Regions from separate parts of the Mus musculus genome. Here regions 1, 2 and 3 are each linked to region 4. Evidence: chromatin contacts called from public Hi-C data. All regions are on one chromosome and are shown on one strand. Each heading gives the region's core, a stretch centred on a gene start, on an enhancer-like site or on the middle of the called end of the contact. The rest is flanking DNA. Distances are from core to core; before and after follow the strand shown. Region 1 has its middle 10 kb from the start of Gm37004. Region 2 has its middle 9.3 kb from the start of Ppp1r1c. Region 3 overlaps Ppp1r1c (protein phosphatase 1, regulatory inhibitor subunit 1C). Region 4 overlaps Cerkl (ceramide kinase-like).

The links. A called contact is a pair of places that touch in the nucleus more often than the background predicts.
Region 1: a contact with region 4 is called in a Hi-C map of the N1E-115 cell line, with 6 times the contacts expected there. The contact joins two enhancer-like sites. A contact is called at or near these places in 1 of 15 datasets of contacts at CTCF or cohesin (large pre-B cells) and 3 of 484 Hi-C or Micro-C datasets (the N1E-115 cell line, bone marrow-derived macrophages and nephron progenitors).
Region 2: a Hi-C map of the N1E-115 cell line shows a contact between it and region 4, with 4 times the contacts expected there. The contact joins two enhancer-like sites. A contact is called at or near these places in 1 of 39 promoter capture datasets (embryonic stem cells), 1 of 484 Hi-C or Micro-C datasets (the N1E-115 cell line) and 1 of 9 other capture datasets (adipose tissue).
Region 3: a Hi-C map of the N1E-115 cell line shows a contact between it and region 4, with 5 times the contacts expected there. The contact joins two enhancer-like sites. A contact is called at or near these places in 1 of 15 datasets of contacts at CTCF or cohesin (the NIH/3T3 cell line) and 3 of 484 Hi-C or Micro-C datasets (the G1E-ER4 cell line, the N1E-115 cell line and bone marrow-derived macrophages).

What each region holds. Positions count from the first base shown.
Region 1 is chr2:78,960,700-78,963,548 of GRCm38.p6, reverse strand. No RefSeq gene overlaps it. Among named protein-coding and RNA genes, the nearest start is that of Gm37004, 10 kb to the left of the region's middle. Within about 2 kb of position 1,563, at least 42 of the 459 cell types and tissues checked have an H3K27ac peak or open chromatin away from gene starts, as enhancers often do. A contact at or near this core is called in the N1E-115 cell line, where this site is marked.
Region 2 is chr2:79,696,969-79,700,050 of GRCm38.p6, reverse strand. No RefSeq gene overlaps it. Among named protein-coding and RNA genes, the nearest start is that of Ppp1r1c, 9.3 kb to the left of the region's middle. Within about 2 kb of position 1,695, at least 57 of the 459 cell types and tissues checked have an H3K27ac peak or open chromatin away from gene starts, as enhancers often do. A contact at or near this core is called in the N1E-115 cell line, where this site is marked.
Region 3 is chr2:79,767,579-79,770,797 of GRCm38.p6, reverse strand. All of the region lies in intron 4 of Ppp1r1c (protein phosphatase 1, regulatory inhibitor subunit 1C), which reads right to left. Among named protein-coding and RNA genes, the nearest start is that of Ppp1r1c, 61 kb to the right of the region's middle. Within about 2 kb of position 1,752, at least 9 of the 459 cell types and tissues checked have an H3K27ac peak or open chromatin away from gene starts, as enhancers often do. A contact at or near this core is called in the N1E-115 cell line, where this site is marked.
Region 4 is chr2:79,398,093-79,400,995 of GRCm38.p6, reverse strand. The region is part of intron 1 of Cerkl (ceramide kinase-like); the gene reads left to right. Among named protein-coding and RNA genes, the nearest start is that of Cerkl, 29 kb to the left of the region's middle. Within about 2 kb of position 1,610, at least 41 of the 459 cell types and tissues checked have an H3K27ac peak or open chromatin away from gene starts, as enhancers often do. A contact at or near this core is called in the N1E-115 cell line, where this site is marked.

The DNA.
Region 1 (2,849 bases), core at 314-2,813, 440 kb after region 4:
ACCCTGAAGGACTATTGACTCATGGTTCCCACTCATGTTATATAGATCTGTTCCAACAGGCTGGAGCCAGCAAGAAGAACCTTATGTGGATGGATACATACATACATACATACATACATACATAGAAACATAGATAGATACATAGATAGATATAGAGGTGATACAGAGATAGACATGTGACATAGATTTGTTCCCATGAAGGCTGTAGCCAGCAGGAGAGACCTTATCTAAATATCTCTATATAGACATCTAAATATGAATATCTCTAACAAATATCTACATAGATAAATAGATTGATAGAGACATCTAGGTAGATATAGATATATATGTGCTAAGTGTAGAGTGATGCATATTAAATGAGTGAATAATTTTAGTAGGTCTTGGATGGCATATAACCAGGTTCCAGATACAGCTCTGGAGTTGAGGAGAGGAAAAAAAAGGATGGGCCAGGAAACAGAAGTTGAGATACAGCACATGAAGGGATTCTCAGGCTAGTGACAGAAAGCTACACAACAGCTATAGAGTTAATTTTTCAATGTTTCCCTTGCTTTGTTCCTTTATAAGGTAAACTAGCTTTGCATTCTGCCATTGGCAGCCTCTTTAAAATACTATCGTGAAAGTAGGTGAAAACTGGGTTGTTCCTGAAGCTTTCGCAACCATTTCACCAAGTACCGAGTCTGTAACCAGATTACTAATAAGTAAGCTAGATGCAAATACTTTACAACAGATGCAGTAAGCTTTTAACTACATTATATTTGTCAGGAAAGTTACAAAGGCATACACATTCTATTTACAGAGAGTCATATACATATGAACAGCACAGGTAACTATATGGTTTGAAATAGACTGTCGATGTGATGATGTCTCGGGCTCATGTTTAATCTATTAACTACCTACCTATTATATAATTACTGAGAGAATTATGCTTTGATTCTGCTCAAAGCAGGGACTCCTGCAGGAGCCTAAGAGCTTCTTATGTGTAGAGTATTTAAAACAGAATGAAATTAGCAATCTGTAACTTAAAATTATACATAACATTTAGCTTCATTTAAAATTAAAGCAGTAGAAGGAACAGATTTTCATGGCATTTCCATTATGCAGAGAGGTAAACAACAAATAAATATGGCACATATGAATATGAAAATCACAGCACGGTAATTGCTGTACTCCATCAGCGTGTGCAATATTAAATCCTCAAATAAACACTTACTTAACCTCATCCTCACACATGCCTATTGCTTTTATCAGAAGGAGAACCACCTGAAACATTCAAACTAACACCCCATCCCCCAATGAGGTACAAAGTCAACGGGAATCACTGCTGTTCCTGAGAGATTTCAGTTGTGCTCCTCCACTGGCTCCAGTAGTGCCAGTATTTCTAAGAGACAGGGACAGGAGAAGAAATGTGGAAGTCAGTTTGAAAAATTCAGCCCTCCTGAGACTGTCTTTTATGTCACATCCTAACTCCACTGCTGATTCTTAAAGCCTTGTGAGGATCATTAACATTGCAGCCATGCCAGGAACCTCTGCCTTCTGGCTGAGACCACACTCCAGCTCTCTCTTTCTCTAGCAGAGAGCAGAAACTCTTTTTGTATACCCTTAATAATAGCTAACGTCTGTCTCATGCTCTGGGCCCGAGCTTGCCCTAAATTTAACCCTCAGCAATGGTTCTCTGTTTTACTCACAGCCACGACCTGACTCATTTATGAAGAGACCTCTGCTACCCTGGAGTTTTTCAACAGGCAAGGGTTAAAAGGTCAACCACGGTGTCGTTTCTGTCTTTATGAATAACAACTGTCAGAATTCAGTTATGCAGAGTAACACGCTGAAGATATCTTATCATTTTACACAGTATGACCAATGGTTCAGATGTGTGGTTTGTGTGCACATGAGACTATGTCTCCTAGCAGGGGACATCAGCGACTTTATCAGAAGCTAGGAACCAGAACATGCATTGATTCAATTCAACTTTAAAACAGAAACCAAAGACGTATGAAATCCAAAGGAAGGAAAACTGCTTTGTTCCAAATAAATACCTTTCAAGTTTACCAATATTCATTGTCCCAGTGATGAAATTAATACATCTTTGCTGCTCTAAACTTAAATTTGACTGGATGGGTAAATTCAAGCCTGAGGCTTTCATGCCATTATCAGAGGCTCTGTCAGTGAGTGCTTTAACCTAATTACATTTGATGCAGCAAATCAAGAAAACCACTGCTGGTTATGACCTCTGCCAAGAGCACTCATGAGCTAGACAAATGGAGCTTAAGATGTTATTAGTTGTTCGTTGCAAAGTTCCAGATCCTGCCCGACAGGAGGCTGCCGCCTGATGTGGGCACGGACCCTCCAGATGGCATTCTGCATTGGCTTGTGGCAAGGCTCTCGGGGACGCTGGCACATTTTCTGCGTCAAAATGAAAGTTTTCCAATTACAAGGAGATAATGTGAGGAGATGCAAACTTAATCTCTTGAACAAAAGGTTGCAAGCTGTGTAATAGCCATTTCAGGGGAGAGATTTCACTACAGTTCAATTGATTTAAACGTCGTAGATCACAAAATGGGCTATCTTTCCTAATAAAACTGAGGACGCAGCTGCAGTAGATTCTACCTCATGGAGCAGGGTGCCAATGGGCTCATCATCTTAGGGACTGCTTCTCTTAACTCCGTGTTTTGTTGAATGCAAGTCGGTGATTATTTTTGCCTTCCCTTATGTGTGAATGAATAACAAGAAACCATCTCCTTTTAGTTAGACAGCAAATGTCTTAAATGAAGCCTTCCAGGTGTAACAGTTTAACAATGTTACTACATAGCAGATCATAGAGTTTCACCAGGGCATATTAAGTGGTAAGA
Region 2 (3,082 bases), core at 446-2,945, 300 kb before region 4:
CATGTCACTTTGAGGGGGGGAATGTACAATGTGTACAATGTTGCTTGTATTTTTGAAATCATAATATAATTACATTGTTTTACTAATTTTTTTGTCCCTCCTAACCCTCCCATGTACTCTCCTGTTCTCTTTAAAATTCCTGGCCTCTTTTATTTAATTGTTGCTACATACATCTATTACCCTAAATATTAAATTCAACCCTGATGTCATTCATGTGATTCATCAGATGAACACTATATTTATACTGCATATATGTTTACCTTTTAGAGAAATTATTTTTTATTAGGCCATCTCTGTATAAAGTAGAGAATTGTTTCTGTGCCCTTATTGGCGTAGAAAGGCCTACTTTGTCAATAAAAAGATAACTTGTTTTCTATATAACTCAGAAAATTGTTAACTTCCAATTGATACAAACATCCATCACTTTGTCTTTTTTAATAGTAACTTTTTATTTTTAAGATTTTTTTTGAGACAGGGTTTCTCTGTATAGCTCTGGCTGTCCTGGAACTCACTTTGTAGACCAGGCTGGCCTCGAACTCAGAAATCCACCTGCCTCTGCCTCCCGAGTGCTGGGATTAAAACCATGCCTGGCTATTTTTAAGATTTCAATGACATCAATTTCCCCTCCCTTTCCTCCCAAACCCCTCCCATGCAGCTCCCTTTGCTCTATTTCAAATTCATGACCTTTCTTTTATTGACAATTTATATATATACATACATATATACACATATATACGTATATACACATATACCTAAATATGATTTTCCCAGTCCATATGGTACTTGTATGCATTTAAAAAAATATCATTATAAAGGGTTCTTTTGCCTTACCCAGTTCATTTACATGCACAACTGCCTTGTAAAGTGTTTGTCCTCCCGTTTGCAACTTTACTTAAACACATGAGCACTTTTATAATCACAAAACCATACCAAAAGTCAAGAAAGCCACAGGTTGGGGCTAGAAGGGAGATAAGAAAGGGTAGGACCAGAATACTGTCTAGAATGCATGATATACAGCCATAAAATTGTTAAAGAACTAACTTCATTAATAAAAAAGGAACATTGCTAGCAATGATGGGATATCGATTAATCCAAAAAAGGAAATATTAAATGCATCTGAAAATTCTGAAATTAATGTCAAATGACTAAAACATGGTTTACACTATTTGGTTTCATGTTGTAATTCAGCAGTCTCTGGCTCTGAGTAGACTCTGAAATAGGAGCTCTGCTGGAGCAGATTGTCTGCATTTCCATGCAGTGCCTAGGCTTCTTCACGTCCACACATGATCTTAAGTAATGGAGCATTAAGAAGTAGAATAATTTACTGATTAGCATGAGTCACTTCTAGCAAAAGCAGCTGCCTTCTTCGTAAGAACATGAAACCTGTATTGGATGTCTGAGGACATTTGCCTGTTTCTCATCTAGTTGGCTTGTCAGGATTCTGGTCTGGGCAATAAGTCACAAGTGCTTCTTGATTTATCTCCCAGCCATGTGTTGTCAAGATCCCTAGTGTCATCTCAGAGTTTCTGCTTTAAGATATTTTAAAATATTCATCCCTTTTTTATGGTTTTCCAATCACCTAGTTTTAAAGCAGATAAATTAACATATGACTCATTGTCCTCTTATGCAATATATGCATGAGGTTCTTGGAAGCAAGGCAGTCTCTCAGTAGAAAGACTGTGAAACTTCTGACAGGCCAGAATGTGCTGAGCCTTATTTTCCAAGAATGAGTCATGAGGTGAAAGTGATGATAGGTGTGGGTACTTAAGAAAACGTGATAAGAAAATCAACTGACATTCTTCCTTGGTACTTTGGAGAAAATAAAAATAAAATGTTATTTTCTAGGCGTTTCACAAACCATGTGCTCCTCAGTCACTACTGAACTTTACTTTGAGTAACCAAAGGCCTTTCGCAATGCTATAGTCTTTAGACATCAGTTCTTTGTTTGGAGAATCCTTCCATCCCTCTCGTCCAATGCAACAGCCACCTCTTCTTTTAGTTCTGTGCTCAGCGGCTCCTTCTCCTATGCTGTCATCTCGGAATTCTCCAAGTAGTTTGTTAAGTCGTCTTCTAAGCTTTCACAGGAGTGTGCTCATACATGTTTTAGTTTTTGTTTTTCCCAGTTGAAAAGTAATTTGGGGGCAGGAGCAAAGGCTTAGGCAGTAGAGCACTTGCCTCTCAAACATAAAAGCCTGAGTCTGGATGCCCAGACACCACAGAAAAGGCTGTGCCCAGTGGCGCCCACTTGTGATCCGAGTGTTGGTGATAAGGGCAGGTGAAGATGGACCCTTGGAAATCAATGGTAAGATAATCTAGCATATTTGGCAAAATTTCAGACCACTGAGTAACCCAGTCTCAAACTAAAGATAGAATAAAAACCAAGGTGATTGGCCTCTCACCTCTTCATGACTATGCATACATGTACACACAGGTACCCACACACGTGTGCACCCACATATATGAACATATACACATGAAACTAATTATTAATATTTACTGTTATTGATGGATATACATGGATGTTTACATCCAATCCCAAGAAAGTAAGATGCTAAGCATGTCCTTGTACTGATTACTCGTCTGTCATGACAACATCACCTCTTTCTACATAGCCACTATTGTTTCAATAGAATACTTTGTCTTGGATTCAGTCTGTCCACCAAAATGTACCATTTCATAAGCTTTTAGTAATGGCTCATGGCTAGTAAACTCTCTTAAGCCTGTGCATTTCTAGAATGTTTTTTGCCCTTCTACATGAGTTAGTTCGATTGAATGAAATGCTACAAGTTTCAGAATTTTTGTTTTTTGAACTTTGATAATTCTCTACTGCTAAATAAAATCTAGGACTACTGATTTCATTTCAGAGAAAGCTGTCATGAAAGGTCTGATCTCCTGAGAAACATTCAGTGTATTTTCCCTTAACATTCTCAAATTACGCTAGGGTGTGTATGGATGTGGGTGGCAGTTTTCTATTCAAGCTTCTAAAACACTTTGGATTTTCCCAATATTTTAGATGACTCATTTCATCCTGAACTTTTTCAGTAACCTTGTGGTTTGAGATTGCTATTTATACTTACACTGA
Region 3 (3,219 bases), core at 503-3,002, 370 kb before region 4:
CTGCTCATGTCCTGTTCTTTGTCCCCTAAACTGCCAGGGTCTGGGAGAACCAATAATCTTTCAAAAATTGTACATGAGGGCCGAGAAGGAGCTTTACTCCCAGAAAGAAAACGACAACAACCATTTCACGCTCTCAAAGACCTCTGTAACATTCTGGCTCCTGCTACATAGAAAGCCTAATTGTCTTTGAGTTGTTATCTCGGTGGAATATTTTGTTGAAAGTCAATGAAACCATTGAAGCTTGATTTTTGCAATGAGGTGGAACAATGCCACTCCAGAGTGGAGTACAAAGGCAGGCTTGGTTTACCTGCCAAGGGCAAACTAGTACAGTGCAGCCCCTACTGCTAATTAGAGAACATGGGGCTCAATGTAGAATCCAGATTGTAAGTTTGATGCTTACAATTACATTGTGTGTGTGTGTGTGTGTGTGTGTTGTGACCTACTATTTTCCCTGCAACTGTAACCTTTGGACATTGCAGTACTTGCTATTTTATTTCTTAGTGGAAGAATCACAATTGTATGCTTTCCTCACAATTTGAAGCATCTTGCTTTCCACTGGTCGTTCACCCAGGACTATGCAGCATTCAAGTGTAATAGATTTGTTTGTCTTGATTGACAGCAATATTGATGCCCACTGATGTCATTTTCTGTTCCCTTCACAACAAATGGCTCAGTCAGTCTTACCACATTTGGGATGTAAAGACCAATAATCTTTCAAGAACTGAATGAGGGCTGAGAAACAGGTTTACATCCAGAAAGAAAAGGACGGCAACCATTCATTCCACGCTCTCAGAGCCCTCCGTACTTTCTAGTCAAGAGAGTCACTGAGAAAGAAATTAACAGCACTGGCCATAAAATTATCTTTCAGATCAGCCTGGATTTTGAAGTTCAGACGAGAATATTATGGTTTTAAGAGGGAACATGTTTAGACGGGTTTTATAGAGCAGCACGTGTTTCCAAGGAATGTAATCCTATCCTAAACTTGCCCCACTAAGAACCAATCCCTCATTATTATGAAGATTTTATATCATAACAGATTTTGACTTGGATTTCCATTAATTTATTTGAAAGATAACATGATGAGTAGTTAAACTTCTCACAAGTCACAGCCATTATTTAGGAAACAAAACCCAGGTTGGCTCTAGTAGTTTGCCATCTTTCCATAAACAGCAGTATTAAGGACAGGCAGATGAGCTGAGGCAAATATAATCATCGAAAGTAGTCTCACGGAAAAAGCAACAGTGTATATAATATATATGTCCTTTTTCCAAAAGCCCCATATTTTCAAGACTATGTAACACAACAGATTTAAAAGTCAAATCAAGAGGTGGGGAGATGACTTAGCCTATCAAGGTATGCAAACACGTGGTCCTAAATTCAGCACACATATAAAATGCCCAGGGAGAGCTTTGTACTCCTGTAATCCCAGCACTAGGGAAGGATAGACAGGAAGATCTCTGCAACTCATTAGCCAGGACGCCTAGCCAACTCAATGAGCTTCAGTTTTAGTAAGAGACCTTGTCTCAGCGATGATGGTGATGATGAAGGTGGAAACAGAACATGTTATCTGTAAGTGTGTTATTTCTCTCATGTTTGGAATCTATATAGGGTGGTGTGTGTGTGTGTGTGTGTGTGTAACATAAAAGCACAGATGGAGCTATGTGGCTGGAGGACGGAGCCAGGGCCTAAAGGGAATAGGAGGAAGGAACAAGGAAATGAAAGGACATTGACAAATGTTACAAGTTTCTCTTCCATATGGAATCTGTCTACCTACCTATGCATTATCTAGCTATCTTCACAAGGGCAGAAAAAAAATGGAAGGAGCCAAGGTAGGGAATGTGAGCAAAGTATACAAGTTTAAAATGCTACAGCGAAACCCATTATTTCCTATCCTAAGTAAACAATTGTTAATAGAATGTGCTGCTGTCTCTGAACACAGCCCAGACCTGAGTAGAGGCCTCAGGAGATCCTCAGCAGCTCACAGTGTTTGGAACACAGATGGCCCTTCACAGTCTGCCTGTCCAGTTCTGACAAATCATCCACCTGGTATCCCCCCCCCCCACTCCTCTCTCCTAAGAGCTTGCTTGCCCCACCTCTGGCACAGAAGTCTCTTTCTCCTGTGGAGCCTCTCCTGGACTTTGTAGGCAGAGGTGGCTACTTCCTCCTCCGCCTTCAATTGCTGCTATCCAAATACATCTCAGGCAGCCAATAATTAGCTTCCACACGGCTCACTTTCTCATCTGACATTTTCTCTGTTGACAGAGATGACGCTTGGCACATCTCAGCTCCAGCGTCTAATCTGTGACCTGGCAGACAGAAGTCATTTTATAAATGCCTGCAGCATGCGGTAGTAATTGAGTCAGGTAGTAATTGAGTCAATGAATAAAACACATGCAAAAAAAAAAAAAAAAAAGAAAGAAAGAAAAAAAGTTTTTTTTTTTCAATGTGGGCAAAATTAAGCTGTTACTATAATTTTTAAATCTGGATTACAAACCCACTGATTCAGCATTTATCACAAGCAGTTGCAATATGAATGGAAGATGAAAGAGAACACACCTGACATAGGTCCTGTCCTGATGAGACTACATCTAGCTCATGCGAATTACAGATACCACACAGAGGCCTCTGTGGAATTCCTCACCATCTTAACCAGGCATAGTTCAAAGGACTTAGAATCAGACCAAGGGGGAAAAACCTTCTACAAGAATGAGGCTATAGACAAAGCCCGGAGACATAACAGTCAAACAATAGCTGTGTATATTTCCAAAGAATCAAGCGAAGCTCTGCATTGCTGCAGTGGGGGTGGGAAGAAGAAAGGGGAAGGAAAGAAATTAGTTGCAGTTGAAGAGGCAGTCAGGTAAGGGGCCCACCAAAGTCTACTCCAGGGCCTTACTCTGAAATAACTGGAGGAATTAAACAGGACTGAGATCTGTGTGGTCAGCAGTCTAGGGAGTTGATGAGGACTTGCCCTGGGGAGAGACAAGGTTAGCTGGAAACATAGTTTGAGGAGAACATGGTTATCACAGCAAGATTTATATTACAATTGCGTTTTAAAAATAAATTTATATTTTAATATAAACACAAAGGTCATCCTTTAAAAGAAACGAAGTAATTTGCAGAAACCAGAATGAAAAGATCATATGAAAAAAGATTCCCATTAAGAGGGTTAGAGAGATGGCTCAGAGGAGCAAGGTTCCATTCGCAGAACCCACATGGCAG
Region 4 (2,903 bases), core at 361-2,860:
AATATATATATATATATATATATATATATATATCTCAAGAAATAGATTTAGCATAGAAAATTTGGGCATTATTCCGAATAAAGAACTGGCATTTTTATCTGTATTTTAAAACCCGAGCTACAGGAGACTATTTAAAATGTATCAACTTTTCATTAGTACATTTTGATTTTGATGCAGAAATGTCTTTACGCCGGGCGTGGTGGCACATGCCTTTAATCTCAGCACTTGGGAGGCAGAGGCAGGCGGATTTCTGAGTTCGAGGCCAGCCTGGTCTACAAAGTGAGTTCCAGGACAGCCAGGACTATACAGAGAAACCCTGTCTCAAAAAACCAAAACCCAAAACAAAACAACAACAACAAAAAAAACCAAAAAAAAAAAAAAAAAAAAAAAAAAAAAGAAAAAAGAAAAAAAAAAAGAAAAGAAAAGGAAAGAAAAGAAATGTCTTTACATCTTCCAGTGTTTAAAGACTTACAAGACATATTTGAGGTACTTACACTCGATAGGAAAAGTTAAATTGAAGAAACCCACAGGCAGAAAAATCATCTCCAATATTAAATTTGGTTTAGTAAAAGTGTAAGACAGTGGATTTGGAATTTCTCTCAAATAAGACGAAAATTTTCTAATATTTTTACTAGATAAGAATACTAGTTCACCATATCTCCATCTTGATATTCATGTGTGCTTAGGAGTTTGGGCACCTCTGCTCTCCAACGCTGTGCCACGTTCTCCAGGAGAGCATTACATTGAAGCACATTTTCAGTCTGCTACAGGATTGGCCCTATTTGTGTAAACCCTAGTTTAACCTGATTATTAACAATTACGTTGTGTTTTCTACTTACAATTAGAGTGTATTCAAATTTATTGGTCCCTTGCTTCACAGATTTATCTCAGTATGTGGTGTATTCAAACAGAATTTTGTATTTTTAATTAGGGGATTAGATAAGTAATTCTGAAGAGCCAAGAAAAAAAAATACCCTGTTAGGCATCATTTTGCCTAACAATGTGACATACACCGTGTGTGAGAGAGAGAGAAAGAGAGAGAGAGTGTGTGTGTATGTGTGTGTGTTCAGGGTGTTGTGCTAGTGCCATCTATCCAGCAGGCTGTTTTTCAAGCCACGTTTTAAAAAGTGGACATGTGCAGGAACTGTGAGCACAATTAGCACCAGGCAGATAAACCCAGCTTTAATCCTGTTTACGGTCCGCATCAGGCAGATGTGCCAAGATTGATGCAGACAAGCCCTGGGCTTACAGTAATATTTTTAAAAGTGCAGCTCACTGTCCTATTTTTGTTAAACCTTTGCTCACTATCCTTAAGTGTCACTGGCTTTGCTCTCCTTATTTGCCACTGTAACCCATTTTGAACAGGTCCTGCTTTCCTGGTAACCTGCCAGGAAAGGTTATCTTTATTCCCTGTAATTAAATTGGCTCCCCTTCCCCCAAGAAGATACAATAGGAAGTGGGTGCTGAATTAAATAAATAGCAAGCTATCCAATAGACGCATACTTAAATCCCTTGCAAGAACAGATGGCCCCAGTATCTCTGTAAGTAATGCGAGAGGACAGTTAGTGTTCTGAAGCAACTAGCAACGACCAATATGATCCTAATGAGCCAATAGATTTCAAATAACGAGCCACATGCCACCAACCAGAGCTCTACACTGTGTGAGGGGTTAATGTAGGTAGCCTGCAACACAGTGCCTGTAGACCATTTCTGCATTTGTATCTCCTGATATCAAATATGAATTTATAAATGAAGTTGTACTTCAGAGTCTTCCTAATAGCTGTGCCACTTGTTCTTAAGGTAGGAAGTAGAGCCACATTTGAAACACATGCCCAGAAAAATCAGCGGGCATGGTGCTTCTCTTCAGAACTCTTTCTTTATTCTACAGTCTGATCATCATAGGTTCATGGAAATATGGCTTTCACGTGGCATTATGTGAATATTTGCTTTCCTTGTGACGGAAACCGATACGATCCCAGGAGTGGCCAGTGTGACTCAGCCCAGCCATTCAAGAGAATGGAATCCAAGCAGAGATTTAAGATCTCAGCCCTTTGTTCAGCACTTACTTTCAAAAGCCTCTTCCTGATTCATTTGTAGACAAAAAGGAATCTAAGTCACTCTTAAAATAATCCTTAGAGAGACACAGGCAGGTAATCCATCTTTACGGAACCAACACTGCTTTTTACAACACAGTTGATTTTCTTTTGTTTTCTTTACTCATGTTTATAATGAATATTTGTGTACCCTGAGAGTGTCCAAAGGGTGTCCCGAAGTAGTGGCTGAGGAGAAATAATGAGCTAAGATTTTCAGTTTATCCCATCAGATAATGCCCAGAACCTTTAGCCTTTCCTGAGGCTAGCCCTAGGGCTTTCCCCAGGCAACTGGGGAGACTTTCATTAACCTCTGATCCAGGAGGCTGGCTGTGTTGCCTCACCCAGAGCCAGCAGGTCTCCTGCTCATTGCTTACAAACTTCAAAACCTAAAGGGTGCAGCTAAGCCCAGCCCACACTGCTGATTAAACATTTAGGCCAAAGCTTCCTGATAAAAACATTTCCAAGTCAAGCGCTCCCAGAGTTCTAACATGCCTTTTTTGTTGGACCCATTTCTACACAGAACACTAAATTCCAATGGTGCTACAGTCTTCTGCTACATCAATGTGCTTCAGGAAACACACATTCTATTATCACACAAGTTGTTTCCAAGTTTGACCTCAGTGACACTTGGGTGAGCTTTCCTTTTCCTTCAGCTGGGTTTATTACTTATTGTTTTGGAGTTAATTCTGAAAAGCAAGTTAAAAACTCTGCACACAAAAAGCCTTTCCCTCCCTCCCTCCCTCCCTCCCTCCGTCCCCCCTCCCTCCCTCCCCCCCTCCCCCCCTCCCTCCCTCCTTTTTTCCTTCAGAG